Regions from separate parts of the Mus musculus genome. Here all the other regions are linked to region 5. The links are chromatin contacts, called in public Hi-C, HiChIP or PLAC-seq and promoter capture Hi-C maps. All regions are on one chromosome and are shown on one strand. Each heading gives the region's core, a stretch centred on a gene start, on an enhancer-like site or on the middle of the called end of the contact. The rest is flanking DNA. Distances are from core to core; before and after follow the strand shown.

What was found. Promoter capture Hi-C pulls out the DNA fragments that hold promoters and counts their contacts. Hi-C and Micro-C count contacts between places; a contact is called where the count stands out from the background. HiChIP or PLAC-seq counts read pairs in DNA pulled down with a chosen protein or histone mark.
Region 1: a contact with region 5 is called in a FOXA1 HiChIP or PLAC-seq map of pancreatic cancer cells. The contact joins the promoter of Igdcc3 here to the promoter of Dis3l in region 5. A contact is called at or near these places in 7 of 39 promoter capture datasets (3T3-L1-derived adipocytes, the C10 cell line, the HPC-7 cell line and 4 more), 1 of 15 datasets of contacts at CTCF or cohesin (large pre-B cells), 1 of 484 Hi-C or Micro-C datasets (embryonic stem cells) and 4 of 115 datasets of contacts at active chromatin or transcription factors (embryonic stem cells, large pre-B cells, pancreatic cancer cells and 1 more).
Region 2: a contact with region 5 is called in a promoter capture Hi-C map of erythroid cells, with 18 times the contacts expected there. The contact joins the promoter of Clpx here to the promoter of Dis3l in region 5. A contact is called at or near these places in 3 of 39 promoter capture datasets (erythroid cells, hippocampal neurons and pre-B cells), 5 of 115 datasets of contacts at active chromatin or transcription factors (bone marrow-derived macrophages, embryonic midbrain, large pre-B cells and 2 more) and 1 of 9 other capture datasets (liver).
Region 3: a contact with region 5 is called in a promoter capture Hi-C map of liver, with 2.8 times the contacts expected there. The contact joins the promoter of Parp16 here to the promoter of Dis3l in region 5. A contact is called at or near these places in 7 of 39 promoter capture datasets (the HPC-7 cell line, cranial neural crest, erythroid cells and 4 more) and 1 of 9 other capture datasets (macrophages).
Region 4: a contact with region 5 is called in an H3K4me3 HiChIP or PLAC-seq map of bone marrow-derived macrophages, with 5 times the contacts expected there. The contact joins the promoter of 2300009A05Rik here to the promoter of Dis3l in region 5. A contact is called at or near these places in 4 of 39 promoter capture datasets (erythroid cells, hematopoietic stem and progenitor cells and liver), 1 of 115 datasets of contacts at active chromatin or transcription factors (bone marrow-derived macrophages) and 1 of 9 other capture datasets (adipose tissue).
Region 6: a Hi-C map of embryonic stem cells shows a contact between it and region 5, with 2.3 times the contacts expected there. The contact joins the enhancer-like site here to the promoter of Dis3l in region 5. A contact is called at or near these places in 2 of 39 promoter capture datasets (erythroid cells and stem cell-derived epiblast-like cells), 2 of 484 Hi-C or Micro-C datasets (both in embryonic stem cells), 3 of 115 datasets of contacts at active chromatin or transcription factors (embryonic stem cells, extraembryonic endoderm stem cells and large pre-B cells) and 2 of 9 other capture datasets (embryonic stem cells and liver).
Region 7: a contact with region 5 is called in a promoter capture Hi-C map of hippocampal neurons, with 5 times the contacts expected there. The contact joins the enhancer-like site here to the promoter of Dis3l in region 5. A contact is called at or near these places in 4 of 39 promoter capture datasets (HPC-7-derived erythroid cells, embryonic stem cells, hippocampal neurons and 1 more), 2 of 15 datasets of contacts at CTCF or cohesin (embryonic stem cells and large pre-B cells), 1 of 115 datasets of contacts at active chromatin or transcription factors (large pre-B cells) and 1 of 9 other capture datasets (adipose tissue).

What each region holds. Positions count from the first base shown.
Region 1 is chr9:65,139,723-65,143,569 of GRCm38.p6, reverse strand. It overlaps Igdcc3 (immunoglobulin superfamily, DCC subclass, member 3), which reads right to left and starts at 2,416. Exons shown (of 14, transcript NM_001357257.1): 1 at 2,017-2,416. The coding sequence starts at 2,155.
Region 2 is chr9:65,292,910-65,296,954 of GRCm38.p6, reverse strand. It overlaps Clpx (caseinolytic mitochondrial matrix peptidase chaperone subunit), which reads right to left and starts at 2,695. Exons shown (of 14, transcript NM_011802.3): 1 at 2,390-2,695. The coding sequence starts at 2,468. It also overlaps the pseudogene Gm16218.
Region 3 is chr9:65,213,396-65,217,103 of GRCm38.p6, reverse strand. It overlaps Parp16 (poly (ADP-ribose) polymerase family, member 16), which reads right to left and starts at 2,414. Exons shown (of 7, transcript NM_177460.4): 1 at 2,241-2,414; 2 at 1,472-1,755. The coding sequence starts at 1,645.
Region 4 is chr9:63,396,670-63,400,709 of GRCm38.p6, reverse strand. It overlaps 2300009A05Rik (RIKEN cDNA 2300009A05 gene), which reads left to right and starts at 1,466. Exons shown (of 2, transcript NM_027090.1): 1 at 1,466-1,834. The coding sequence starts at 1,489. It overlaps Gm16759 (a long non-coding RNA gene), which reads right to left and starts at 1,393. Exons shown (of 5, transcript XR_003948339.1): 1 at 1,258-1,393.
Region 5 is chr9:64,339,228-64,343,258 of GRCm38.p6, reverse strand. It overlaps Dis3l (DIS3 like exosome 3'-5' exoribonuclease), which reads left to right and starts at 2,002. Exons shown (of 17, transcript NM_001001295.2): 1 at 2,002-2,266; 2 at 3,627-3,780. The coding sequence starts at 2,128.
Region 6 is chr9:65,176,544-65,180,241 of GRCm38.p6, reverse strand. Igdcc3 (immunoglobulin superfamily, DCC subclass, member 3) reads right to left here. Exons shown (of 14, transcript NM_001357257.1): 3 at 2,703-2,847; 4 at 2,246-2,376; 5 at 1,729-1,866; 6 at 43-201. Among named protein-coding and RNA genes, the nearest start is that of Gm40527, 15 kb to the left of the region's middle. Within about 2 kb of position 1,776, at least 94 of the 459 cell types and tissues checked have an H3K27ac peak or open chromatin away from gene starts, as enhancers often do. A contact at or near this core is called in embryonic stem cells, where this site is marked.
Region 7 is chr9:65,121,294-65,125,197 of GRCm38.p6, reverse strand. It overlaps Igdcc4 (immunoglobulin superfamily, DCC subclass, member 4), which reads right to left. Exons shown (of 20, transcript NM_020043.3): 5 at 3,278-3,418; 6 at 2,392-2,547; 7 at 1,009-1,422; 8 at 422-586. Among named protein-coding and RNA genes, the nearest start is that of Igdcc3, 18 kb to the left of the region's middle. Within about 2 kb of position 2,502, at least 21 of the 459 cell types and tissues checked have an H3K27ac peak or open chromatin away from gene starts, as enhancers often do. A contact at or near this core is called in hippocampal neurons, where this site is marked.

The sequences.
Region 1 (3,847 bases), core at 1,167-3,666, 800 kb before region 5:
CTTCTCCTCATCAACTATTTAAATCAAGGAACAGCAATGTGGCTTGTGTCGCATGGTTGTTTGACATGATTAACAAGAGAGCACTGCAGAAAATTAAAATCCCTAAAGCAATGCGAAGGGCTGGGATGTAGCTCATTTGGTAGAATGTTTGCATAAAATCCTGGTTTCCTTCCCCAGCTGAAACCCAGCATGGTTCCCTGTAATTCCAGCACTGGTGGGATGGAGGTGTGCGGACCAAGAATTAAAGTGAGAGGCATTTTGGCTTTTCACATACAGGGGAGACAACATGTCCCCTCACTGTGATTAAAAAAAAAAAACAAAACAGTAACAATTAAGCCTTGTGTGGGCCATTCACCTTTAATCCCAGCACTCAGGAGGCAGAGTCAGGTGGATCTCTGAGTCCCAAGCCAGTCTGATCTACAGAGGAAATTCCAGGGCAGCCAGTGCTACACAAAGAAACCCTGTCTCCAAAAAAACCCTAAAAAGCAGAATGAAATAGAAATAAATCAGGTTTCTATTTGCTGGTAAAAACCTCAGAGACTTGGTCCAGTGCCTGGTAGGGAGACCCTGTATTCAGGGTACGGGCTGTGTATGGCCTGTCCTCCTTATCCCATGCTCTGGGTGTTGTTTCTTTGGCCTTTGTTATAAGGAGAGTTGGGGAATGGTAAACATCAATTTACATTTCCCAGATTTAGCAGAAAACACTTGTGTACCTAGAATCTTCACTCCTGGGTAACCTCAGGATAAAAAAGAGCGGGAGGTGAGTGTGGGAGGGATGAGTGAATCAGGGTCCAGGCAGAAGGAATAGGCTCTCATATCCCAGAGGTGACAGCAAGTCTCTCCAGCAAGTACTTTACCAGATCAGTTATGCCTTCACTCCAAGAGAAACAAGCCCTCTTGGTCTAAAGGGGCGGGCACCGAGCCCCCACCACACATTTCCAGGGAACTAGTGACCCTGGACCCGGCTCCTCCCTCGCAGACTCAAGCCCCTCCCTGCTGGGTGAGACCTAGTGGGGTGGAGGGTCTAGGCATTGCCTTCTCTGTAGCATAAGGACAGTTTAAGACACTTGAGGATCACAGTCGTTCAAATCCTTTACATCCTTCACATATCCTAAGTCTGAGCCGCCTCTTCCCCCAATCCAACCCCGCTATAGCTATCGGGGATAAAGTTTCTCTCGGGTGCAGATGCAATATTTTGCTTTTTAGGAAGGAAGGGAAGGAAAGAATAATCCAAATGTGTGTCTGCGAAGGACTTGAGACAGCGGAGGGCTTAGATCCACATCCTTCTTTGCTGAGATGAATCTTTTACAGCCCGGGAGGAAGCGACGGGTAGCCGGGAGAACCCAGGGCAGGGACTCCTAGAGAGCTCCCTCGGGGAAGGGCGGGGCCCTGGGCAGCACCGCTGGTAGGCGCTTGCCCTGGGCGACCCTTTCCTCCAGCTCTCCCAGCCCTTGGCAGGATCGCCCACTCAGTCCACCAGGAATCTTTCCTTCCTGTTCGTCGGATACCCCCGAACCCAGTCCCAGCTCTAAACCCTGGGGGATGCCTTCTCAGCCCAGTGCAGTAGAGTCCCGGACCCCGACCCCGATCTGTCGCTTCCGGCTTCGTTCGCCTCGGGCTACTCAGGGTCCCCAGCCGAGCTCTGTGCACCCGGGCTCGCCTTCCTCTGTTGGGACTCCTCCGCTCTTTCTCCTCGGGCTTGTTTCCTCCACTCCGCACTGCCAGCTTGCCTTCCCAACTCCCGCTTTGCTCCGCTCCCAGTTCCTCTGCCCAGAATCGGCATCCTGCCCTGAACCTATCCTGAGCCCCGAAGGCGTAGAAAACCGAGCCCCGGCCCTCTCCCGGGGTTCTCCCGCCGAACCCCTGCAGTCCTTCAAACTACCGGCAGCCCTGCCGGAGTGGGTTTCCCCGTGCCCGCAGCGCGCTGTCCCGCCAGGTCCCTCCAGCACGCGCTCCTAGCGCAGGTTCCCGCAGTGTCCCGGGGTCCGCCCCTCTCGCCTGGGTCCTGAGGCTCACCCAGGCTTGGCGCAGGCAGCGGCAACAGCAGCAGCAGCAACAGCAGCGGCGGCGGCGGCGGCGGCAGCAACGGCGGCAGAAACCCGGGCCGGCGCAGCGCGGGCAGGCGGCGCGGGGACGCGGTGCGCGGCTCAGCCATCGGTCTCTCGGTCCGCTGGGCTCGGCGACGCACGGCGCTACTCAGGGGGGTGGTTGGGGTCTCACGGGCTCACAGCGTCCCGCGGGGCCGGCGCCGGAGCCGGGGCCGGGGCTCGGGCCGGGGCCGAGCCCGGGCGGCGGGAGGCTGGGGCCGCATGCCGGCCTTAGCGGGGATCGGGTATCACGGAGAGCGCCGCTTGCGCCATCTTGCACCCACCGCGGCGATCTGTCAGCCGCGCCCGGGGTGCGCGCTCCGCACTCCGCCCGCGCCCGCACCGCCCTCCTCCTCTGCCCGCCGCCCCCCTCTCCTCCCCTCCCCCAGCCCCCTCTCCCTGGAGGCCGGGTCTGGGGAACAAAAGAGCCGGCGAGCGCTTTAAGCGGCCGGACATTCCCGGCTGCGCAGCGGACGCGCCCCCTGCGCTTTGAACTGCAGCGGGAGCTGCCGCGCCGACCCGGACTGCAGTAAGGTATCCGCTCCTCGTGGTCCGTCCGGACTTGAGGATCTGGGAACGTGAAGACTGTGAGAGAGGGTCCCAGCTGCGGAAAAACACGCAAAACTGAGGTGTTTGCGTCCCCCCACTTTCTCAGCGGTGTCTCTTCCACTATACCCAACTCTGTGTTTTTAAAGACAATTCCCTTAAAACTGCTCAAAGTTGTTAGACATTCGGTATCCTCTAGGTTCCTTGTCCTATTCAAGGGATGAGTTGTGTAGCTTCAAGACTGGCTTCTCAAGGCTAAGTTAGGGCACTCCCGTAGGTGAGAAGAGCACCCCTAACATAAGAGCCCCATAGAAACCCGAGATCCCTCCCAGTTCTGCCTGCTGTCCAGCCCAGTCATTCTCACTGAGTTGGTCTGAAACCTGAAGACAACACTATATTCCCTCAACTTTGCGGATCTTTAAGAGCAAGGGTCCAGGTAAATGACCTGTAGCTGGGTCAGCACACTGGAAGGTACAGTCGCCAGCAACTTCTCTTTGCTATCGTATCTGATGTCTCACATATGGGAAGACAGCTCTTCAGAGAGACATATATGTGCTGTCCAAGTTGATGTTGAGTCTTGTCTTTTTACTACTGTATGCAGACATATGTTGGGGTCCAACTTGATGGGGGAGTCCATCAAAATTACAGAGCACCCACTTAACCCTGGTAGCAGTGTCTGTCTCTGGCAGCATTTGGAGGCAAGAGTGTAATGGCTTCTCACCTCTCCTAGCCCAGGGTGGCCTTGAATCCACTTTGTAGTAGTGGGTGATCTTGGATTGTTTAATCCTCCTGTCTCCACCTTCCAAGTTCGAGGAGTACAAGTATTTGGCACCATGCTTTCATGCAGGTAAGTAAAGAAGGCTTGGTTCAGCAGGGAAAGGAACCTGCAGCCAAGCCTGACTCACCAGCATCCCTGGAACCTACATGGTTGAAAAAGAAAATGACACCCATAGGAAATTATTCTCTGACAGCGAGCCACACTTGCACCATGGCACATGTACAAACATACACACATAGACACACACACACACACACACACACACACACACACACACACACTCACACAGAGTAAATAGATAAAATGTTCTGCAATTCTCTAATTTAAATCTAATTTAAAAAACTTTCAGAGGAGTCCAGGATAATGGCACACATCATTAATCCCAGCACTTGGGAAGCAGAGGCGGGTGGATCTCTGTGAGTTCAAGGCCATCCTG
Region 2 (4,045 bases), core at 1,446-3,945, 950 kb before region 5:
GAGTCCCAGCTGCTGTGATGGCTGAGGCAGGAGAATGGCAAGTTCAAGACCTGCAAGGGTTACAAAGAGAACTTGGTGAAGCATTGTCTCAAAACAAAATATTCTTAAAGGACCAAGCACCTGCCTAGCATGTGTAAGGCCCTTGGTTCAATGTCCCACTATGGCAAAAACAGAAATATAAAGAGTGGTCCACAGCTGATGCAGGAGGACCACGAGTTTGACAGCAACTCAAATACACAGTGAGTTCCAGGAAAGCATCAGCTACATAGTGAAACAATGATGTAATTTACTTTTTAAATTTTATAAACTGTGTATGGGTGTTTTATCTGCATGTATATCTGTTACCACATGTGTGCCTATGAAGGCCAGAAGGTGTTAAGATCCCTAGAAGTGTAAAGATGGTGTGAGTTACCATACAGGTACTGCGAATTGCACTTAGGTTCTCTGGAAGAGCAGTCAGTTCTCTTTGGAGCAGTATCTCCAGTCACAACTTATTCAGCTTTTAATATATATATGTATATATATTATATATAACATATTTAAATGATTTTTTTTCTTTTGGGTGATAAGCTCTCACTTTATAGCACAGACTGGCTTAAATACCATGGCAACCCTCCAAAGTGTGGAGGTTATTAGCATGAGCCAACACCATACCTAACTTTTTGTTTTCTGAGACAGGTTTTCATGTCATCCAGACTAATGTGAACTCTCTATGCAGCTGATGTTGGCCTTGAGTCCCAGATCCTACCTGGATTCTTCATTTTGAACTAAGGATCTACAAAACTTTACAAATAATCTAGCTTGGCAGTGGTGGCGCACGCCTTTAGTCCCAGCACTTGGGAGGCAGAGGCCAGCCTGGTCTACAGAGTGAGTTCCAGGACAGCCAGGGCTACACAGAGAAACCCTGCCTTGAAACAAACAAACAAACAAACAAAAAGTCTGTCTGTCCGCTCTTTACTACTTACAGGACTCTATCTCTCTTTCTACCTTATAGGCCCAGGGTTGAAGTCAGGTTGTCAGACTGGGCAGCAAATACTTTTATTTGCTGAGCTATCTTTCTAACCCATTTGTCAAGTCCATTTAAAAAATATATACATCAGCTGGGCGTGGTGGCACAGGCCTTTAATCTGAATCCAAGGCCAAGACTGGTGTACAGAGTTCCAGAGACCTGGCTTGCCCCTGCCTAAAGACTGCCGGAACTAAAGTCATGTGCTATAACCTCCGGGCTGAAGCTAGAATTCTTTGACTAAATCTTATCAAGAACTCCTCCTGTCTAAAACACGTACCCTTTTTAATGCTGTTGTCAACCAAATTTAAACATGATGAATTTAATACCCCTAGTACCAAACTGTAATACCTTAAGCCCTCAACGAATGTAGGTCAAACAATACATTAAAATTATGTTTCTTTCCAGTGTTTACAAATCAAACCTCTGGAACTGGGACACCTACTTGAGGTGTGGCAATGTTTTAAGACTAAATCTTACACTTACGTGTCAATACTAAATGCTTCCGCCTATGTTACTCCATTTCATGTGTATTATAAACTGCCAATTATACAGTTAGTAGACAATGATGATTTTAGAATTAGTCAAAAAAAAAAAAAAAAGGAAAACTGCTTTTATTGATCCAAGGATCGTCATGAAAAGACATCTGTAAGTTCAGAGCCTAACAAGACCTAGCCTTACAATCTGATATGCATAGACTTGTGGGAAAGAAAAACGGGTTTCATTCCCGGAATCTCTTGGCAGGTGTGCACTCTGTCACAGGTCCTGATGAATAGAGAAGCAAAGTAAACAAGAGCCACTCCACTCTTAGAGGCTGATCCCAGCTGTCAAGCTGGGGAAGCGGGCGAATGACTGTTGCTAAATTTAAGTATTTCAGGAATTCCAGCGGTCGTTTTCGCCCCACCTCCCCGCTGCTTTCTTGGGACCCCAAGTTTCCCAAATATCTTGGGACCCCAAGTTTCCCAAATATCTGGAAGGCCAGCGAGCTGTGTTTACGTCTTGTCGTCCCCGAGACCGCACAATGTCAGTGACACCCTTGCGCTGCCGGTCCAGGCGACTAGCCCGACAACCGGGCACAGACTCCCCAAAAGTGACAGGCCCCAAGAAGGGCTGCACGGGGGACACTTTTAACGAGTGTTGCGTCGCACTCGGTTGTTCTCCCTGAGTTGAGGCGAGATGGCCTCATTCCAGCCCCCAAACTCCGAAGGCCCGAGAGCTCACAGGCCAGCGATAGCCCACCGGGTTTCCTTCCAATCCGACAGCCAGGTACTCCAGAGGCTCGTAGCGCCTCGCAGCCTTCAAGCCCTCCTCTCCCCCCGGGATCCCCACAGGTTCACTCGCCGAGAGCCCAGAGCGGGCACCGGCTCGGGACTACTTCGTTACCTCTCTGCGCGGAGGTGAGCGAAGTGGTGAGAAGCCGGGCGGCCGCAGCGCCGCAGGTACAAGCGCCGCAACTGGACATCTCCGCGGGGCCTAGGCCAGGGCTTCGCGCCCTGAGGATCGAGGGGGCTCAGCGACCCGATCGTGTCGCGCGAGTGTTCCGCTGACTGGCTCCGCTCCCTTCCGTCGGTTCTATGCTGGCGCAGCGTTTTCCCCACCAGGCAGCCAGGCCTGGACGATCCCAGCGTCCCACCGCCTTCTACTCACCGGAGTAGGCTCCTCCCCTCCTCCCCTCCCTCCCTACTCTCCCCCATTCCCCGCCCACCCCGGCCGGGGAGCGTGCGCGCGCTTGCGTCCTAGACCCAGGAGGAGGCGTGAGTTTACGCTGCGCATGCGTGGAGACTAACGTGATTCCAGAGAATGGGGCGGTAACCTGGGCACCAATGAGCGCGCTACGGCAAGCGGCGAACCCAAAATTTTGCGGTCGCCTAATTTCTCGGGAAGTCTCTTTATTCGGATGTTAAAAAGTTTTAGACCCAAAGAGACACGCGCCGTGTCGGGAGTTGACCCTACGCTTCTTAGGAGCAGGGGAAATAAAAGCGCAAAAAGGTGAGGATCTTTTTTAAGTGATCCGAAAACTAAGAATGTAATTCAGTGGTAAAGACCATAATCCCACATAATAATTATAAACAGACAGTAACTACCAGGCGCTTGCACTTCGGCAAGTTCCTTCCTTCATGGACTCTATATCCTGGCTTCCTTTATGTTCGCTGTTTCGTTTCATTTGCAGCATGGAAATGGTCTCCTAATCCCACTCCCACTCCGAGCAACAAGCTGGATAGAGCTAGCTTTCCTTGCTCTTTCAAGCTTTGTGATGATAAAGTTTTCAGTCGGGGCTAGTTGCCTGTGTGGATTTTTGTTTTGGTTTTCTGAGCGAGGGTTTGTCTGTGTAACCTTGGCTGTCCAAGAACTCCCTCTGTAGACCAGGCTGACCTCGAATTTAAGAGTACTGCCTCTAACACCATATGGGTTTTATTTGGGTTTGGTTTGGAATTTATGCCAGAGTAATTATATATATATCATCAACTCTAGCCGCCAAATTGCTAGGTGGCCTGGAACTTGTTCTGTAGCTGAAAATGGCTCTGAACATCTGATGCCTGTGCTCCCACCTCTAGATGAGACTACCGAGTTGTACCACACCCTGCTGGAACCTTTAGACAGAAACTGTGAGGAAAGAGAATTAAGCCAGGATCAACACCAGTTCACTTACATTAACCAGCGTCAATCTCCAGCCAGAAAAGTGACTTCCAGTTCCCCGGGTCTAGCTCACAGAAGGGGAATTCCAGGTGGTTCATACTACTACAGGGTTCTTTCTTAGAGAGCTGACTCGTGGTAACACCTCATGGTAAAGTTTCAGAGATGAAAGAGAATTCTTGTCTTTCTTCACTAAGACCCACTCCTTCTTCAGCTGCATCCAGGAATACAGTTGTGAGGAGAGACTCAAGTCCTCTCAGTATGTTGCTTTCCAACTGTGTTCTTAGACTCTCTCAGAAGCTCTCCCTCCATGGATGCTGTGAGCAAACCAAGAGGGCTGTCTCTGGCTTCTCCCGCCCAAAAAGAGAAGTTATGGGTTTTTTTGTTTTTGTTTTTTCGAGACAG
Region 3 (3,708 bases), core at 1,165-3,664, 870 kb before region 5:
TCGGTGGCCATTCTGAACATTTCTCTCATCAGATAACATGGCTGGTTACATTAGCTGACTTCCTAACATAGAAAACGTGATGCATTCCTGGCACGGACTTAACCCAGTGATAATGAATTACCTTGTATTACAGGTTGTGTTGGGGGTCCTAGTATTTTGTGGTGAGTTTTGTATTTTTTAAAACAATACATTTTTAATGCAAATGGGTGTTTTGCCCGGATATATGCCTGTGTACCATGTGCATTCCTGGTGCTGGCAGAGTTCAGAAGAGACCGGAACTGGATTTAGATGGTTGTGAACCACCATGTTTGTGCCAGGAATTGAACCTGTGTCCTCTGGAAGGGCAGCCAGTGCTCATAACTTCTGAGCCATCACCCAAGCCCTGGATTTTTGCATTTATACTCGGGGATGGAATTGCTCAATAATTTCCTTTCCTTGTATTATCTTTATCAGATTTAATACCAAGGATATTCCAAACTCTTTTTCTTTCCTGCTTTCTTGTTTTGCTCAAGATAGTTTTATGTAATCCAGGCTGTACAGAAACTCGATTTATTGCTGAGGCTGACCTTGAACTATTAATTGAATGATTCCACCTTCCAGGGGCTGGGATTACAGATGTTTGTCTACCACCATATCTAACTACATTTTCAGTATTTTGGAAGAATTTCTATGAAACTGTAATCATGTATTACTCCTGTATTTGAAATAGAACTTGCCACTGACGCAGGTAGGCGCAAAGGTTTGTTTGCTTGTTTCTTTTTATAGCCCAGGCTAGCCTCAAATTTGTGCTCCGGCCTCATCCTTCTGAGAGCTGAGATTGTGGGTGTACACCACCACTACTGGAGACTTTCTATTTTCTTCACTGAGTCAATTTTGGCAAGCTATATCTTTCCAGATAATTCCAAATATTTGGATTACAATGATAACTGACATCTGGAATACCCTAACTCTTAAAGAAATTATATGATTTATGTATGGGTCATGCGAAGTGCTGAAACCTGTAATCCATCCCAGCACTCCGAATTATAAATCATCAGAAAGTAACAACGCCTATGTGCACTGCGTGGCAGTTTATATAAGTACTGTTAATATGTAACTTCATCTGAAGGGCAAAGTCTAACTAGTTGCAGAGGGAGGGACAACTTCTTATCTAGGCAGAACAGCTGGTTCAGATCAACGCCCCTTTAGGGCCACACTAGAGCGTTTTGTGGAGGACTATGTAGCTATTCCATCACTCCTGGGATTAAGTCACTGACAAAAGGAAGCAGCCACCGAATGACCTGGCAGTGTGTCTGCACGAGGGTGTTTAGGAGTGTTCTTGCTGATGGGAACCTTCCCCAAGGCCAGGCTGGGTGGGAAGTCCAGGGAATTGGCGTGTTTTCTAACACGGGTGGAGCTGCTCCTGCCTGCCGTTCCACAGGGCCACTTGGCCCAGGATGCAGCGAGCAACGGTGGATCAGGACGGACTCACCAGGGCCTCGAAGTCCTTACAGTCGTGGCGGGCGTAGGAGGCGGGGAAGGGCCGCAGCACCGAGTCCCGCTTGTAGCTCTGCAGCGCCGAGGCGAAGAGGCTGCAGCGGAGGTCCGCAGCCAGCACGTCGCGGCTCGCTGCCTCCCTGGCTGCTGCCCTGTTGGAGAGCTGCATCCCGGGCTCGTAGCGCGTGGCCGGGAGGAGACAAGGAGGGGCAGCGCGGGGCCTGGGCCCGGGGGACCGTAGACCGTCTGCTGCCAGGTTTTCCAGCCCGGGGGGTGGAGCTAGGCAAAGGGGTGACAAATTGACATTGGTGAGAACGCGCCGGCGAGCGTCCTCTGCAGGACACTGGGCACGGTCGCTCAGTGCGGGGAAACACGGGATCTGGGAGAGTCGCCTCTCGGGTCCCGCCAGTCCCGGAGTCCCCGGTATGGAGTTGTCGCTATTGCACCCGGCGTGGGTAGTACCCCGGGGACCCGGCCGATCAGTCCTGGCCGCCCCACACTGCCAGCAGCCACCGCCTACCTCCCCGCCCGCCGCTCTCACGCCGCTCCGCCCACCCGGCCCAGGCCCGCCCCTTCCCGCGCCCTTGCTCAGCTCGCGCCCGCCCACAGGTCCCGGAGGATCCCAGCTGCCCCGGGTGCTGGGCAAAGGTGCCCAATGCGGCTGCTAGTCATCCTCGCCACCGCCCCAAGTGGAAACCGCCCCGGGACCCGCCCCGGGGAATTGTCTTTGTCCTGGCTCCACGGGTTGAGCCAGCCTCGCTCACCTTGGGAATTGCCACCTGTTGAATAAATCGGTTTCCTCTGGAGCTGACACGTTGCACACAAGAAGCCACTTGATACCCAGGGAAAACTGAAGGTCGGAGTGACACAATACTTTCTCAAGACACTGTAGCCGACCCAAAGACCTTCCTCTCTACCTTACAGCCTCCGCAATTCTCTGAATTGCTCAAATGTCTGACCTCAGATTTCCCAGGATCCTCCTCCTTCGAAGGCCTCTAACAGGAAGTCGGGAAAACAGGCACTGGGAGAACAATGACCTAACCCTGCCGAAGGGAAAAGACCGGACCCCAAGATGACTCAGCAACTGGTCGAGTAAAGGCACTTGCTGTCCGTCCTCACGACCTGAGTTCTATCCCAGGATCCCATATGTTAGGAGCTAAGTGACTCTAGCAATTTGTCCTATGACTTCCACACCTGCACCAAGGCTCAAGTGTGCCCACATGTGAACGTATACACAAAATAAATAAATGTAGGGCTGGTGAGATGGCTCAGCGGGTAAGAGCACTGACTGCTCTTCTGAATGTCCTGAGTTCAAATCCCAGCAACCACATGGTGGTTCACAACCACTGGTAATGAGATCTGACTCCCTCTTCTAATTCGTTTGAAGACAGCTACAGTGCACTTATGTATAATAAATAAATCTTTGGGCCGGAACAAGCAGGGACTGAGCGAGCAGGGTTGACCAGAGCAAGCAGTGGTCCTAAATAAAAATTCAATTCCCAACAGCCACATGAAGGCTCACAACCATCTGTACAGCTACAGTGTACTCACATACATAAAATAAATACATTAAAAAATTAAAATAAAGGCAGGAGGATTTCTGAGTTCGAGGCCAGCCTGGTCTACAAAGTGAGTTCCAGGACAGCCAGGACTATACAGAGAAACCCTGTCTTGAAAAACCAAAATAAATAAATAAAATAAAATAAAAAATGTAAGAACAGATTCCCTTTACCTCTTCTTCTTCAAGACCTCACTAGAAAAAAAGCACTTGGCCTTCTGGTCACATAGAAATCTAAGACCAGTGCTGAATTGTTAGACTAAAAGTCCCCTTTAAAGACCCCACACGTGCTGAGAGGTGGTGGCTCACGCCTTTAGTCCCAGCACACCAGAAGCAAAGGCAGGCATATCTCTGAGTTCAAGTCCAGCCTGGTCTACAGATCAAATCCCAGGACAGCAAGGGCTACACAGAGAAACCCTGTCTCAAAAAAAACAAAAACAAACCCCAAAACAAAACTTTACAAAAACAAAAACAAAAACAACCATTAATTAGATAAATAAACATACACACACACTGGCTCTGCTCTCTGAGAAATCACCCCCTTCTTGGGCATCCGAATGGGACCTGGCCCTGTGCTCCTCAGACTTCGGGAGGGAAGACAGGCAGAACTATATTCTCAGACCCTAGAGAGCTTCCCAGGCCAAACAATGATGCAAACCACCCCCAGGAGTCCA
Region 4 (4,040 bases), core at 217-2,716, 940 kb after region 5:
AATAAACACATTGTGTTTATAATTTTCTTTATATGTTAGAATTCTGTGACAGATTTTGTCTGAAAAAGGGCTCCATTGCTTTTAAAACTTTACTTTGAAAATGACAGTTCTGCTGCAGCTCCCTACCTCCCTTCAATAGTCCTCCTAGCTATTCTGCATATCAAATATATCATGACTTCACCTAATCTTTCTTTAAAAATCGATATCTAATAGAGAATCTTATAAAGTTCAAACTATTTGCATGACTGCAAAACCCCCCTAAATATTTAACATATTTGTGGAATGAACTCAATGTTGACTAACCCAAAACTGGTGACTATAAAAACAAAAATGTTGCTGGAGAGATGGCTCAGTGGTTAAGAGCATTGGCTGCCCTTCCAGAGGACCTGAGTTCAATTCCCAGCTACCACATGGTGACTCACAACCATCTGTAATGGGATCTGATTTCCTCTTCTGGTGTGCATGAAAATGGAGCACTTGTATACACAAAATAAACAAATCTTCTTTAAACATCACACTATTCTACATCCTTCTTGAATTTTCAGCAAATAATTGTTATATAGTTCCAACACAGAGAATTACTTCATTTGCATATGGTACTTTCCAGAAACCTCATCCTATTTACTCATTCTCCCCACAAAAATTGAGGACATATAAGAGTAATGATACTTTAGACATGAGGTTGTATGCTAGCAGAAAGTCTGAGAAATGCTTCCCTTACACTTTCATGGGTAACTGAGATTGTTAAAGGTTGGTGACTGCCAATTCCGGTCCTAGTATTTACTGTGTTCTCAGGAGGGAAGTTTTTCTGAGCTTTAGGGCACTAAATGAGAAAACATAGGACTGCTTTTCGGGTTTTGGGGGTGGTGGTGCGGGGACAGGGAGGCAGTTGAGACTTGCTCTTCTATGTAGCCCAGGCTGGCCTCCACCTCCCCATCCTCACATCTCAGCCTTTTCAGGGCTGTGATTCCAGGCAAGCGCCACATCTGGCTTGGGACCCTATCTTGCACTATCTAGGTAGGATTCAGTCTGGACAGTGAACACGACTGTGAGGACATCTGCACATACGTGCAGTCTGAGGTCACCAAGCGTCCAGCCCGGGCAAAGGCCAGGCCTTGGTGTCAGCTCACTTTCCTGTGCACACCTCAAGCACCTCAGCATCCCTGAGGATTTCCCTGGAGCCCAGCGCCTGACAGCCAGACCGGGTTTGTCGCTGTGGAGGATTGTTTTAACATTGTCTCCCTGCTCCGAGGTTACCTGAGGCCAGAGGTGACAATTTTCCTGATCTGCGCAGTCGCTCCGCCCTCCCGTCCCGTCCTGTGCGCACGCGCCGCACCTCAAGGCGCTCTCACCCGCGCGCTGCCCGCTGGGTGTCCCCCGCCCTGGCCTAGGGTGGTGAGGGGAACACGCATGCGCACACTCGCCTGACCCCGCCCCCAGAGGCCCGGCCCCAGGGGCCCAGGGCCGGCTCCCCGGCGTGCCCCGGCCATGGAGGCCCTGCGGAGGGCCCACGAGGCTACGCTGCGGCTGCTGCTGTGCCGGCCCTGGGCCTCGGGCGCCGCCTCCCGCCCGAAGCCCCGCGCCTCGGAGGTGCTGACGCAGCACCTGCTGCAGCGGCGGCTGCCGCACTGGACTTCCTTCTGCGTGCCCTACAGTGCGGTCCACAACGACCAGTTCGGCCTGTCGCACTTCAATTGGCCGGTGCTGGGCGCCAACTACCACGTCCTGCGCACCGGCTGCTTCCCCTTCATCAAGTACCACTGCTCCAAGGCGCCCTGGCAGGACCTGGCCCCGCAGGACCGCTTCTTCACCGCGCTCAAGGTCATCAACCTGGGTGAGTGGCGGCGCCCTCGTCTGACCCAGGCACTCCTCCATCCCAGGGCGGCCGCTGGCCCACAAGCACGCTGCTCGCTCTCCAGGGCCGGCCCTTCGCATCCCCGGTGGGCTGCTTGCAGCACCCCTGAGGTCGTGCCCTGCCACTGTCCACCCGGGAGAACCCTGCCCAGGGCAGCGAGGAGTGAGTCCCGACAGTGGCTCCGAAGTTGCTTAGCAAGAGTCATTCCCGCGCTCATCACCAAGAGCCTTTGGAGGACAAAAAACTGGACGGACTTTTAAAGTTTCTTTGTCTTTCTGTGAAATCTCAGCAATTGTGTTTTGCTAAAAGCAGTAGGTTCTCTCCAGACATCATATTTTCTCAGGTGCTAGACTTAAAAGATGCTGTCTTTTAAGATCCTTTAGTATCTATATTCCTGAAGATAATCTAATTCTGACGGTCCTCCTGCTAGATGTGTGTGTTCTGTGGTCTAATGGCAGAAGAGTCAATATCACGGATTGTAGATGTGACAGCATTTTATAGATTAGGGAAAAATTCAAGTCCTCAAGATGTTTCGGACCTATTAATAGCTGCTAAAAAAAATATTAACTTAGATGTCAGTCACTCAAACTCTATACAAGGAAGCAGAACCAGTATAATCCAAATAGTTTTTTTTTAAATATTGCTGTCTAGGGATTTATTAACTTTTTTATTAGATTATTTTCTTTATTTACATTTCAAATGTTATCCCCTTTCCTAGTTTCCCCTCCGAAAATCCCCTATCCCCTTCACCCTCCCCCTCCAAATAGTTTTTTTTTTTTTTTCAATCCAAAATTAACACTAAACTCTGTGTAGCCGTACTAGTGTTACATATAGTCTGGTAGTTCATTCAATTTAATAAAGCATGGGCATTTCTGCTTATAATAACTCAAATAGCACTTACGGGATTTTTGAGCCATTGTCCCCCTGGAAAATCCAGGAAGGAGATTATACACCAATGTGTCTCATAACTTGTTTGATCCACTCTATACAGTGTATGTCAACTAATCCTGAGGTTGGTATGAAACTATGGGAAAAGCCAAAATGCTAACAAATTAGATTTGTGAAATGAGTTTATTTTATTATTTTCAGAATTGGCAGGAGTCATTCTTTTCCAAATACTGAGATATAGGTTAGGAAAACTAGTAGGCCAGGAGGAGAAATGGGATGAGGAACTGTGGGAGGGGGACCAGGAGGAGGGCAACAGCTAGACTGTAAAAAAATAAAATTAATAATAAAAGAAACCCTAGCAGGTCAAGCCATAGGTAAACTATATAGGCTGAATCCCTTATATAAAATGTCACAGGTTAAAATAAACATTTCCTTAAAGATACCTGTCATGACTAAGGGTTTATCTTTTAGCTGTAGGTCATTAAGACATCAAAAGAAGAAAAAAAAAAAACACTTCCCACACAGAAAAGTAAAACCTTTTCAGAAATACAACAGATGTAGGGTTTTTTGTTGTTGGTTCTTTCTTTGTTTTTTAATATAAAATAGTGATTTAACAGTGGGCTTTTAGAAAGTCTGTAAGTATAGCAGAGAAAGTGTTCCTGTATGCTGTGCTACAACTTGGCTTACTCTGAAACCCTTTTCTGGACTTTACTAAAAACCAATTTAGTAATTTTGGTTTTTATTTTTTGTCTGAAGTAAGAGAAATATGAATTAAGTAAGAGGATCCTAGCTGGCGAGGGTACAGTTTGCCCATCTGGATCAAGTCCCTGGCTGGGAATAAGAATACAAAGGATTTTATTCCTTGTCTTCCTTTGTAAATGAGTAGTAATCAGAATAATTAATTTTCCATTTTGTGAATACTAAGGATTTCTGTTGACTCATTTGTTCCCTTTCTCCTCCACCTTCCCTTCAGTGGAGCTGACATTTTCCTGATGGTTTATCAGCCTGAGTATCCTGCTGGGAAATAGATTACGATTTAAGGAAAGCAACTCACCACTGGAATGGCTGGGTTATCGGAGCCTTACTATAAAGTTCCAATTGTTTTAAGTTCTTAATTCAACAGTAGTTTACCTACTGTTCAGTTAACTTAAAATGAATGATCATACAAAGAACTGTTTCTCAAGTTTGTTTTGATCTTCAGTAATCTGAATTTTATTATTTCATGGAATCTTAAAGATTTTGATTTCAAAACATACTGACTAAAATTTTTTAATGTGGAAAACACAGAGGCACCAAA
Region 5 (4,031 bases), core at 753-3,252:
AAGGTGTGAGCCACCACTGCCCAGCGAAAATTTTTTTAAGTTTTATATTTCTGTAACATAAATTAGTTTATTCTGCCTGATAGGCACTTTTTTGGTCCAGAGGTCTCAGATGGCAAACAAGACAAACCACCCACCCAACCAAGCAAAAGGGCCTGGCTTATTACAATAGGTCATCATCATTTCTAAGAACTAAGGAATCATGGTCCTCAACATAATGGATAAAGCCAGGCCTGGGTGCATGAGAATCCCAGCACTTGGGGGGGGGGGGGTAAGTAAGAGCTCATGGCTAGCTTCAGCTACATGTCCTGATCCTGTCTCAAAAAGGCAGAGAGAGAAAGGAGAGGGTGTGAGGGGAAGAGAGGCTAAGTACCAACTAAGCTACAGCCTTATTTTAAATACTGATAAAAATCAACTCTCAATAAAACTCTAGCTATGCTCTATTCCTTAAAGGGTGGTTCATTTGCAGACAATTTCTAGCTACAAAGTGCTGAGGAGAGATATTAAGGGCAGATTAGTACCTAATCAAAGTCGTTCTTCCAATCCATAGCATCAGTGGCTTAAAAAAGATAGGAAGGGAGCTGGGGAGGGATTGGTGGACAGTTATCTAAGGCATTTTTTATGTAGAGAACAATTTTGGCTACTCACTGTCCTCTGGTCTCTCTGGAACTGACTCCTGTATTAGACAGGGAGAGCCTCTTTCACTGTGGAGAGCTTTAGGGACTCTCCTTGCACTGTCTGGTGCCTGTTTGCCAGCTCTACATTATTTTCCTGTTTGTGCAAGTCTACCTTGAGTTTCACCAAGTGATTTGACACAGAGATATGAGGAGGAGGAGGAGACCATGACCCTTTAGCATTCCCTTAGGGTGAAATGAGAGACTGGTCCTGGTTTATTTCAGCTGCGTTGGAAGAACCAGGTGTTTCCAGCCAACTGGGCCAGCCACATTAACCAAAGGTTGCCAAGCAGTAAATTCCTTTGGTGCAGGCGCTCTCTCTTTTATTCACCAGTGACTAGATGATGCTTAACCTGCTTTGAAGTTGAGCAGTTTCTAGCTTCAAGATTGGTTCTGAAACATAATAACTAGGTATCCTTGGGCACTTAAGCTCCCTTAATGCAGCCTCACAGCCTATAAAATGATACAAATAAACACCCACTCCTTTGATTTAAGGAAGCTAAATGATACTCTTGCTCCAGTGGGCTCAGTGCTTGGAGAATCCAGGGTGTGTGGTCTCCCAAGATACCGTCCTTTTTGTCAAACACTACAAGCACAGTACTTAGAGATCATGTCAATAGCGGCTCTAAGAAGTCCTTTGCCCGAGGCTGCCAGCGCTATAAAAGTTGTAGAGTGTTTACCCCAGAAGGACTGGTTTTCATTTTATCTGTAGTGTTTGAATGTTTACGTGTATTAAAATTTAAAATAAGCATATTTTTGAAGAGGAAAACCGGTTTGGCCAGCAGGGTTACCAGCTTTTTTGCTGAGCTTTTCAATTCTTTCAGATACTGCAAAAACAAGGACGAGAAAACTCTACAGTTATTACCTCTGGTTTTTGTTTTGTTTTTTGTTTGTTTTTTGTTTTGGTTTTTCGAGACAGGGTTTCTCTGTGTAGCCCTGGCTGTCCTAGAACTCACTCTGTAGACCGGGCTGGCCTTGAACTCAGAAATCCACCTGCCTCTGCCTCCCAAGTGCTGGGATTAAAGGCATGAGCCATCACTGCCCGGCATTACCTCTGTTGCTATGGCAGCCCTTCGCACACGGGCCTGTGGGTAGAAACAAAGTAAAAAAAATAATAATAAAAATAAAAATAATAATCCTTTTACACTCGACTCTTAGACTACCTGCCACATCCTACCTTCACACCCGAGGATTCTTCGGGTGAAGTTTATCTACACTTTTCCCGCCCGGGGACAACTAAGGCACAGAGAGGAATAAAAGGCGCGAGTAGGACTGGGCCCGGAGGATTCTCAGCCCTGGCTAGGTCGCTCCCGGTAGCGGTAGCGGGAACGTGAACGCTGCTGCCTGCCCGACCAGGCCCGAGGGGCGGGCCTCAGGCCTCGGTCTCGCCTGAGCCTGCCGCCTGCCGCCCGCCGCCCGCCGCTTCCCGGCCACAGTGCCGGGCGACGCCGCCAGCATGCTGCAGAAGCGGGAGAAGGTGCTGCTGCTGAGGACCTTCCAGGGTCGGACGCTGCGGATCGTGCGTGAACACTACCTGCGGCCCAGCGTGCCTTGCAACAGCCCGCTGTGCCCGCAGCCTGCCGCCTGCCGCAACGGTCAGAGCCGGGGTGGACCGGGAAGGCCCGGGCGGGAAGAGCGAGGGAGGCCGGAGCCGGAGAGGGAAGCCGGGGCTCGGAGAGCGAGAGAAGCCGGGACTCGGAGAACGAGGGAAGCCAGGACCAAAGGAACGAGGGAGGCCGGGGCCTGACGTAGCGAAGGCTGCCGGGCGCGAGCGAAGGGACCTGAGGCCTGAGGAGCGAGGGTGGCAGAGGCCCAAAGAGCAAAGGGAATCCCGGCCTGGCGTCGCGATGGCGGCGGGGCCCTAGTGAAGGAAGCGGGACCCAAGGAGAGAGGAGAGCGGGAAGCTGAGCAGCGAGGGCGGCTTAGCGCTGGCATCAAGGGCGGAGCCAGACCCTCGCGGACTGTAGGCAGCCGGAGCGAGCATAACCGTCTGGGCTCGGCGGTACTGGGGCAGCCGGGAGCGGCCCTGGAGCGTCCCCGGTGCGTCCAGTCTTCCCTCCCAGTGGCCGGCACAGGCAGGACCGGCCTCTGCAGCCTCAGGGGCGCTCCTCTCCGGACCTGCCTGCTACAATAGCCGGGCTAAGTGGAAGAGCCTGCAGGCACCGGATGCTTCGGTTTTTCCAGGGGGACCTAAGGGCGTAGGCACCTCCTCCTTTCTGCCCGAAAATGCTATTGGCACCTTACTCCTGAGCGTATTACGCTGGCTGGACATTTGACATTGCCTGCTCTGCTCCTGCCAGTACGCAGACCCTCCAGCTGTTTGTTACCCCTAGTGGGAGATGAGCGTGAGGGGGTCTTTTCAGAATACATGATTGAGGTCACAGCTTGACCAAGGTGTCAGTTGAGTGGAAGCCCATTGATTGAACAGCGCATCCTTTTTAGGACGTTCTCCTCAACCCTAGAACCGTGTAGCCGTGTTAGGAAGCTTCAGACCGAATAGCCTTGGAATTGTTAGATGCTTACAAGGGGTCAACACACACACACATGTGCACTCTTGCCCTTACATATATATACACGTGTGTATATGTAGATAGAGATATAATGGATATGTAAGTAGCCAACGCAGTCAGTGCTCATGCATGTCTGTGATGGCTTAGTAGAAATTTAGTTTCTTCCAGGGACGTACTTGTTTTTAAAATATCATTCTTTCGAAGAAGTGCTGGCTACAACATAAACCATGTTGGGCTTGTATTTAATCACAGCTGAGGGGAGGGGGAGCAATGGAGCTGAACTTTGAGCCTCCACCAAAGTAGATTTGTCTTGTCTTTTAAAAACTTCAAGGTGAAATTAAGATGAGAAGTTATTTTGCACACCGGGAGCACTGTGACATTGAAATAGTCATAAACCAGGTTTGAAAATGTTACCTAATGGCTTCCACTCTGAATTATGTTTCAGATGGGAAGCTCCTGGCTGCCGAAGTCACTCATTACGTGATCCCAGACTGGAAAGTTGTCCAGGATTACCTCGAGGTTCTGGAGTTCCCGGAGTTGAAGGGAGTTATTTTCATGCAAACGGCCTGTCAAGCTGTGCAGCACCAGAGAGGCCGGAGGTATCTGTTTTGCATTATTTATTTATTTATTTATTTTCAGTACCGGTTCCCCTGCCCCCTTTAGAAAAGGTCCCTTGTTAGAGGGAAAGAGGAGGAATTCATTATTTTGTCAGAAAGGATTTTTGAAACTAATTTGGTATTCTCTTTGCTGGTGAGGAATGTAGTAACATTTTATATGTGTGCTTCAACACCTGGCCAAAAGATCTGACTGTAGATCAATAAACTGCTGGGTCCCCGGGATGTACATAGTT
Region 6 (3,698 bases), core at 527-3,026, 840 kb before region 5:
GAGATGCTGAGGAGGATCAGGAAGGGTTTGGCTGCTCCATACCTTGTACCACCAGCCGACCCTGGGCCGTCCTTCTCACCCGGGTGCCAGGCCTGTTGGCTGCACAGACATAGACACCTGAATGCTGGACAGTCACATCTGAGATGATAAGGTTTCCTGTGCCCAGCACCTGGATGCCCTCCACCCCAATGGGGCGGCCATCTGCAAAGGAAGTGGAGGGGGAATGAGCTGGGTCAGGAAGATAGGAAGGATAAGAATATTCCAGAATGCTCACCCCTCTACCAGTCTTTCAGAAAGCTCCGACCTATGGCTTTGACACCACCCCTCTCCAGATCTCCAAAAGTGTCTGGGAAATGTGGAGCCCTGGAGGCCAGCAGCAGGGGGCCAGCGTCCTGATTCAAACATGATGACTGCTAGCTGGTTTTGCTGTTGTTTGCTTTGGGTTTTAGACAGCATCTCACTGCATAGCCTGGGGTGAGATCCTTCTCCTAGATCCTAGACTCCTAGGTGCTGGGATTACAGACCTTCTAGCCCAGTTCTCAACCTATGGGTTGTGACCCTTTTGGGAGTCTAACAACCTTGTCACAGGAGTTGCCCAAGACCTCTAGAAAACATGGATATTTACACCATGGTTCCTAATAGTAGCAAAACTACAGTTATGAAGTAGCAACGAAATAATTTTATAATTGGGGGGTCACCACAACATGAGGAACAGCATTGAAGCGTCACAACATCAGGAAGGTTGAGAATCACTACCTTAAATTCCACAGAGGATCTGAATTTGATCAGCCGTTGTTAAATTCTGCGGCTTGATATCTGTTCTATCTAGGATGCTGAGACATGCCCAGGAATATAAAGGCTCTGGGAGGAAGGGCCTTGGTTAACTTTGTTCCCCACACGAATTAGACCCCTGAGCCATTTTTTCTCTCCTGCTAGGCCATAGCTTGGGAAACGAGGGAGCAGATGGCCCCTGAAGTGCCTAGTGGCTCCGGATGGTAGCCTGCTCTTTCCAGCCTCTCCCTGGGACCCAGGCCCTCCCCCCACCCCAGGGATCAGATTAGCACAGCCAGAACACAAGGAGACAGCTCCCCATTCAGGCCCTGAAGTGGTGAAATCTACTCCATTATCCCACACGGCCCCTCCTTCCCCCATCACTCAGCTGCTAGTGCGGCACAGTCTCCCTGTGAATGTGACCCCACCCCACCCCCTCTAGAGGCTCCTTCCCCCAGTGACCTTTCGGCTCAGACTAGTGGCCCATCTGCACCCTTTCACTGCTTTCTTCAGCTGCCTGGGGATTCCGGCTGGGCAGACTTGGGAGCAGGCAAGCGCGGCAGGAGGGGAGGGGGGACGGGCCAGGGCAGAGCCAGAGTGGGTTGCTTGCTGAGATTTTGAAGGCTGAGGATTGCATAGCGGGGGTGTGACCAGGCACAGAGGGTGGGGCGGGAGGCACTGGGTGCTGCCGAGAGTTCTAGGGGCTAGAGAGACAGGACAGCTTGTACTCGGTAACCCAGGGAACTAAGCCAGCCCCGCAGGGAGAGAGAGAATGTAGCAGCAGGCTGACCTCCAGAGAAACTCAACCCCTCCCCAGGCCACAGGGAGGGGATCGGATTGACCCTTGCTGAAAACAAATACAATGTAAAGCCCCCCAGAGCTGGGTGATGAGACCGTGAGACCAGCCCTCTCGGGGGGCAGGCTGGCCAGAGAGCAGGGACTATGGATAAGGCTCACCCAAGCGGCTCCAGGACACAATGGGGCGCGGGTTGCCCGTGGCGACACACTCCAGCACCGCAGTCTGGTGCACTGTCAGGGTGAGGTTCTCAGGCCCCACAAGAATGGTGGGCTCCTTGTAGGTCCCTGAGCCCGAGCCTGGGAGGAGAAACCCACATTTCCTTATTTCAGTTGGAAGCTTTTTCACTCCCTCACTCTCGCCAGCCCGCCCCATCATGACCCAGGGTACGCACCAACCCCCAACCAAGTCCTGAAAAACAAGGAGAGAGATGTTGGGGAACCTGCGGGTCCTGACAATCGTCCTTCCTCTCCCAGCCAGACCTCTAGACTTGGGAGAGCTCAGGGAAGACATGCTTCCCAGAAAGAGCGGACTGGCAACCAGTCTCAGGCGCCTTTGGCTTGTGGGCTTATGCTCAAAGGACCTCTGTATACACGTGGTCTCACTGGGGAACTAGGTGTGTCTGGGAGTAGACCAACTGGGGTGGCTGAGAGAACCTGGCAGGCCAAAGGAGCTCACCTGACACAGTGAGCCTGGCCCCGTGGCTGACCCGCACACTAGCAATGTTTGAGGCCACACAGTGGAAGATGCCGCTGTCCTCAGCCCGAAGTCCTGTTATCTGCAGGACTCCCTTGGGCAGTAGTGTGTACCTGTGAGGGGAGGGCATTGTTGACTATCAGCACAGCTGTTGCAACCTCAAGCCATGGGGATATAAATGGAGACATGGGCACTAACCCAACCTTATTGCTGTGATCACAGATGATTACTGAGACCCTCCCAGGAGAACATACCCTCCTAGTCTTGATAACAACACACACAATACTCTTACACAATCTCATGAGCCTAGAATCTGGGCCTAGTAAGCCACTCGGACCCATGATTCTGACTGCAGCTTACATAATAGCACTGTCCCAGCCTGTAGTCTATCCCAAGTCAGCTTCCCAGTTATCCCCTGTCCTTCCCACAAGAGGCTCACCTCTCATCGTCCGTGTCAATGGGAACTCTGTTCTTCTCCCATGTGATCAGGGGCTTGGGAAGCCCATGGATTTGGCACTGGAAGCGGGCCACACCACCCTCCTCACCCGTGACGGCCTGGGGGTGTACGTGGAAGTCGGACATAGCTGGGGAGACAGAAAAGGGGAGATGGATAAAGTGGAGGTGCAGATGGAGAGAACTGAGGGGTCACCCTCTGAGGAGCAGTGTCTTCTTGAGGCAGGACAGTAGCTTAGGGGACATAGCAGCTCTTCCTTCAGCCCTCCCCATCACGCGTGGGCACACTCCAACCCGAGGTGACATAATCATTAAGATACCTGGATAGAAGACACTGAGATAAGACGTGGTCACTACAAAGCTCCTAAGTGAGATAGATAGGACTTACCAAAAGGAGGCCAAAAACGCAACGAAAAAACCCATAATGTTTTAAATACATTTACAACATTGTATCAGACTGAATTCATGGCTTCCCTTGGCTGTAGGGCTGACAAGCCTGGCAGACCAACTCCAGGAAGAAGAAGCTCTAACAGGGTATGTGCAGGCTGTGGGAGGTCCCATAGGAGGGAAGGCTCTCTCAAACCTCACTCATGGAGGCCACCTAGACACAGGCAGGCACTGTTCCCACGTTGGCTGGTATATGTTTATCTGCTGTGACCTGAGCAGTATGAGTCCCATTCTACAGAAGTGGAAACCGAGGCCCAGAGAGCATGCTGGTTTATCCACCATTACCTAGTAGGGTCATCAATAGTAGTTCTGCCAGACTCTCCTTGGCAAGTGGCCTTTTACCCTTTCTTTCCTTCCTTGCCCGTACAGTTTCTGCAGTTTCCACAAGCGCCCCAAGAGGGTAGTGTATCCATGCAAGGTGACAGGCCCTCTCAGAAGACTATCAAACCTTCCAATCTACATTTCAATGTGTCATAAATATTCAAGGCCCCCCTCCCCACCTTGGGAGGGGGGAATCAGACTCACACTTAAACTC
Region 7 (3,904 bases), core at 1,253-3,752, 780 kb before region 5:
CACACAGCAAGTCAGAAGTAGGCCCAGGCCCAGGATCTGAGGGAGGGAGGGAGGGAGCCTCTCAGGGGAGCCCTACGCTGGAGGATGCGGAGACATCCTTTCTATCCCAAGGCTAGTGGACAGTGTGGGCCAGAAGCTTTCATATCCAATGGCTGGGTAGTAAATGTATGTTAGGAAGAAGGGCTGCATGGTATGGGGGCTCAGAGCTGGGCTCAAGTCCCAGCTGCCCTGCTGAGCTTGGCAAGTCATTTTCATTTTCTGAGCCCCAGTTTCCCCATTTTACACTGGGAAGAAGAACCTCTGCCCACTGCTTTATAGGGCACAACAGACATCACAAGGCAGGGAAGAGGGCCTTGGGCCACACTGTCCCTGAGTGGGAGTGTCTCTGGGTCCCAGGTCACTGCAGGTTCAGAGGTCCTACCATCGTCCAGTGTATGCACCAGGGCTGGGCTGGAGGTTCGGCTGGCCCCCAGCTGGGAGTAGGCCACCACGTAGAACTCATAATCCGTGTTGGGTTCCAGGTCCCGAACCTGCAGCTCTGTGGTGTCATTGTTTACTGCAAACTGGTACTCCACATTGTCCACTCCTGAGGTGGTAGCACGGGGGGGACAAAGGGACTGTCACAGCCCACTCCATGTCTGACTAGCTGGAGACTGTCTGGGGATCCTACTGGTCTATGTATAGCTAAATTGTTACAGACAATCTAGGGTGAAGGATAGAAATGCCTCTGCCATCTAGTCTACTTATTGCATTGATTCCATAATAGGCCAGGAAGCTCCCCGTGCTAATTGAAGGAGCCCGTCCTGCAGTTAGTTAGCTGGGGGTGGAAGATGGCTCCTTTAACCCTGGAAAGAGAAGCATTCTCTCCGTCAAGGAGTGCGTGTACACTCCATTCTCTAATACTAGATCACTTCCCAGCAGTATTGCTCCCCATCCCTTCCTCTCATCTTTAATTATCCATCCCATACTTGCCCTAACTGGGATTCCCGCGGTCAAGAGTAGACATACCCCTTGCCTTTTGGTAGTGAAGAGAGAAGCCAATGATTTGCTCGCTGTGCAACTCAGGCCGCTCCCAGGCCACCAGCACAGAGGAGCTGCTCAGCGGCGTGGCTGTGACCCGAGTCGGGGCGCTGGGCAGCCCCTCGCGCACCACTACCGCCAGGGGCGCAGCGGCACAGGCAGTTCCCGCGCTGTTTTCTGCTACGCACTGGTAGTAGCCAGCGTCCTGAAGGCCGATCTGAGTGATGACCAAGCTGCCGCCACCGCCCTGCACCTTGACGCGCCCATTGGGTCGCAACGGGATCCCGTCGTGCAGCCAGTGCAGCGCGGGCCGTGGCTCCCCGGACGCCCGGCACACGAAGCGCGCGGTGCTGGCCCGCGTCCGCGAGAGCGCCTCGGGCGCCTGCGAGATGGCTGGGGCAGCTGAGGGGCAGAAGGGAGACTCTGACAAGAGGGCCTACCCCTCTCCAAGTGTCCCAACACCGCGCCCAAGCCTCACCCTGAGGTCCTCTCCCCTAGTCATACGGGCCCAGCTCTGGTCCACTAGACTCGACCCCTCCTGGGCTAGTCCTCCTTTCTCCCAAGCCCAGCAGATTTCCAGCTTTTGAGCTCTAGGCTGTAACTTCACTTTCTCCTCCCCGTGGCTTCTTATACCCAGCAGTTACTCCAGCTTTCAGCAAGCCTGGTCCCCCAGTTTTCTGTTGTATTGAGAAAGCTCTTTTATAGCCCAGGTTGGCCTTGAATTTCTGATCTGCCCGCCTCAGCATCACCCCAACTGATTAATCCCAGCATTCCTAGGAGACAGAGACAGGAGATTCCCCAGAATTCCCCGGGCCAGCTAGCCTGGAGTATGAAGTGAACAAGAAACCTTGTCTCAACTCAGTCTGTGACCGCAATACACTCACCATGGCCTGCACACACTCATAGGGACTTAATAGCCTAAGACATTGTCATTGTTTAATAATTTTGTTTTTGAGATAGACTTTTCACTCTGTAGCTGGTCTCAACTCTGTAGCTAGGGCTGGTATCGAACTCACGCTCCTGCCACAGTTTTCTGAGTGCTACCACGTACAGATTCTGGGCTTCACACACCCCCCTAGACCATTCCACTATCTCCTTCCATAACCTCACCCCACTCCTGCTCGCCTGCACTCTCACTCCTCATGACCCAAACCAGGCTTTAAATCCGCCCCCCCACCCCCCGTCTCAAATCGCCCCATTCCCTCCCCCCCCCCCCCCAGCTACGGAATCCAGTCCTCCAACAATCACCACCAATCAGAAAATTCAGACTCCTCCCATGTGGTCCCCCTCACATTTAGTCTTCTAGGACCGCCCCTTCTCCCTCTAACACACACCCATCCTTAACGTCCCCCAGCACCAGCCCTTCCTTACCAAGCACTCGGAGCTCAGCAGCCGCAGTGGCGAAATCACGCGTGCGGGGCTTGTTGGCTCGGCAGACATAGACTCCAGAGTGCCGAGGCTGCGCGCTGGCGATGAGTAGATTGGTCCGGCCCAGAACGATGACATCCGTGGAGATAGGCTTTCCATCTGGTGACAGAGAAGGAGCAGGCTGGAGGGGGACGCTGGAACTGTCCCTCTACACCCTCTCCAACTACGAGGTTCCCACTACATCCCTGCAAAGCTGCATCACAGCCGCTGGTTTGAATCCCAGTTCCTTCTTACTCTGATCCCTAGGTGGAAAAGCAGAAGGGAGGTGGGTAAACGATGGCTAAATGGTCTCTGGTGGGCGGAGCAGATATTTAATACAATCTCTCTCTCTCTCTCTCTCTCTCTCTCTCTCTCTCTCTCTCTCTCTCTGTGTGTGTGTGTGTGTGTGTGTGTGTGTGTGTGTGTGTCTGCCTGTCTCTGTCTCTCTGTCCCTCGCTCTCTCTGTCTCTCTGTGTCTCTCTCTCCTCCCACCCCCAGAATTTTCCAAAGTAGGGTTTCCTCTGAGTAGCCCTGGTTACCCTGAACTTGCTCTGTAGACCAGGCTGGCCTCAAACTCAGAGCCCCGCCTGCCTCTGCCTCCCCAGTGCTGGGATTAAGGATGTGTGCCACCACCACTGGGCTTTAATACAACCTTCTTTAGACTTTATTACTGCATGAATGTGTGTACATGTGAGCTTGCTTGCATGTGCTATGGAAGTCAAAGGACAACTCTAAGGAGTCAATTCTCTCCTTCTATCTTTAGGCAGAAGCTCCTGACTTGGAGCCTGTGAAATACTGTACCATCTTGCCCACTTCCCCAGTCTCCTCCTCCTCTTTCCTCAGCACTCACCCTGTCGGACCCAGGACACAAAAGGGGTGGGGTCAGCAGAGGCCACGCACTCCATCACTACACTCTGTCCAGACACTACCGTGGTGTTCTCTGGGGCTGCCACAATGACCACATCCTGCCCCCTGGTAGCCTCCAAAGACCCTGTAGTGAAGATAGGACAGGGTTAGCTTGCCAATTACTGCTTCTGAATGCCCAAAGCAGGGGGCCTGGGGCGTCATGGTTCTTTCTGTCAGAAGGGGAAAGCAACTGTCAAGCAGAGCTGGCGTAGGCCTTGGAGTTCTTTCTCTTGGAGCCAGAAGAATGCTCTCCGACACAAGTGAAACCCCACAAGTTACTGGGTAGACCATACCTCCCCCATATTTCCCCGCCCAAATCCAGCTCCCATGGCATCTGCCTTAGACTCAGCACCCAGCTCTAGTTCTAAGACTGTCTATAAGTTGTTGTGTGAGTCAGGCAGATGCCTTTCCAAAGTACCTCAGAGTTCTACAAGCAAAAGGTGGGCTGTTAAGCCGGGCCTGGTGGCGCACAACTTTAATCCCAGCACTCAGGAGGTAGAAGCAGGCGGATTTCTGAGTTCGAGGCCAGCCTGGTCTACAAAGTGAGTTCCAGGACAGCCAGGGCTATACA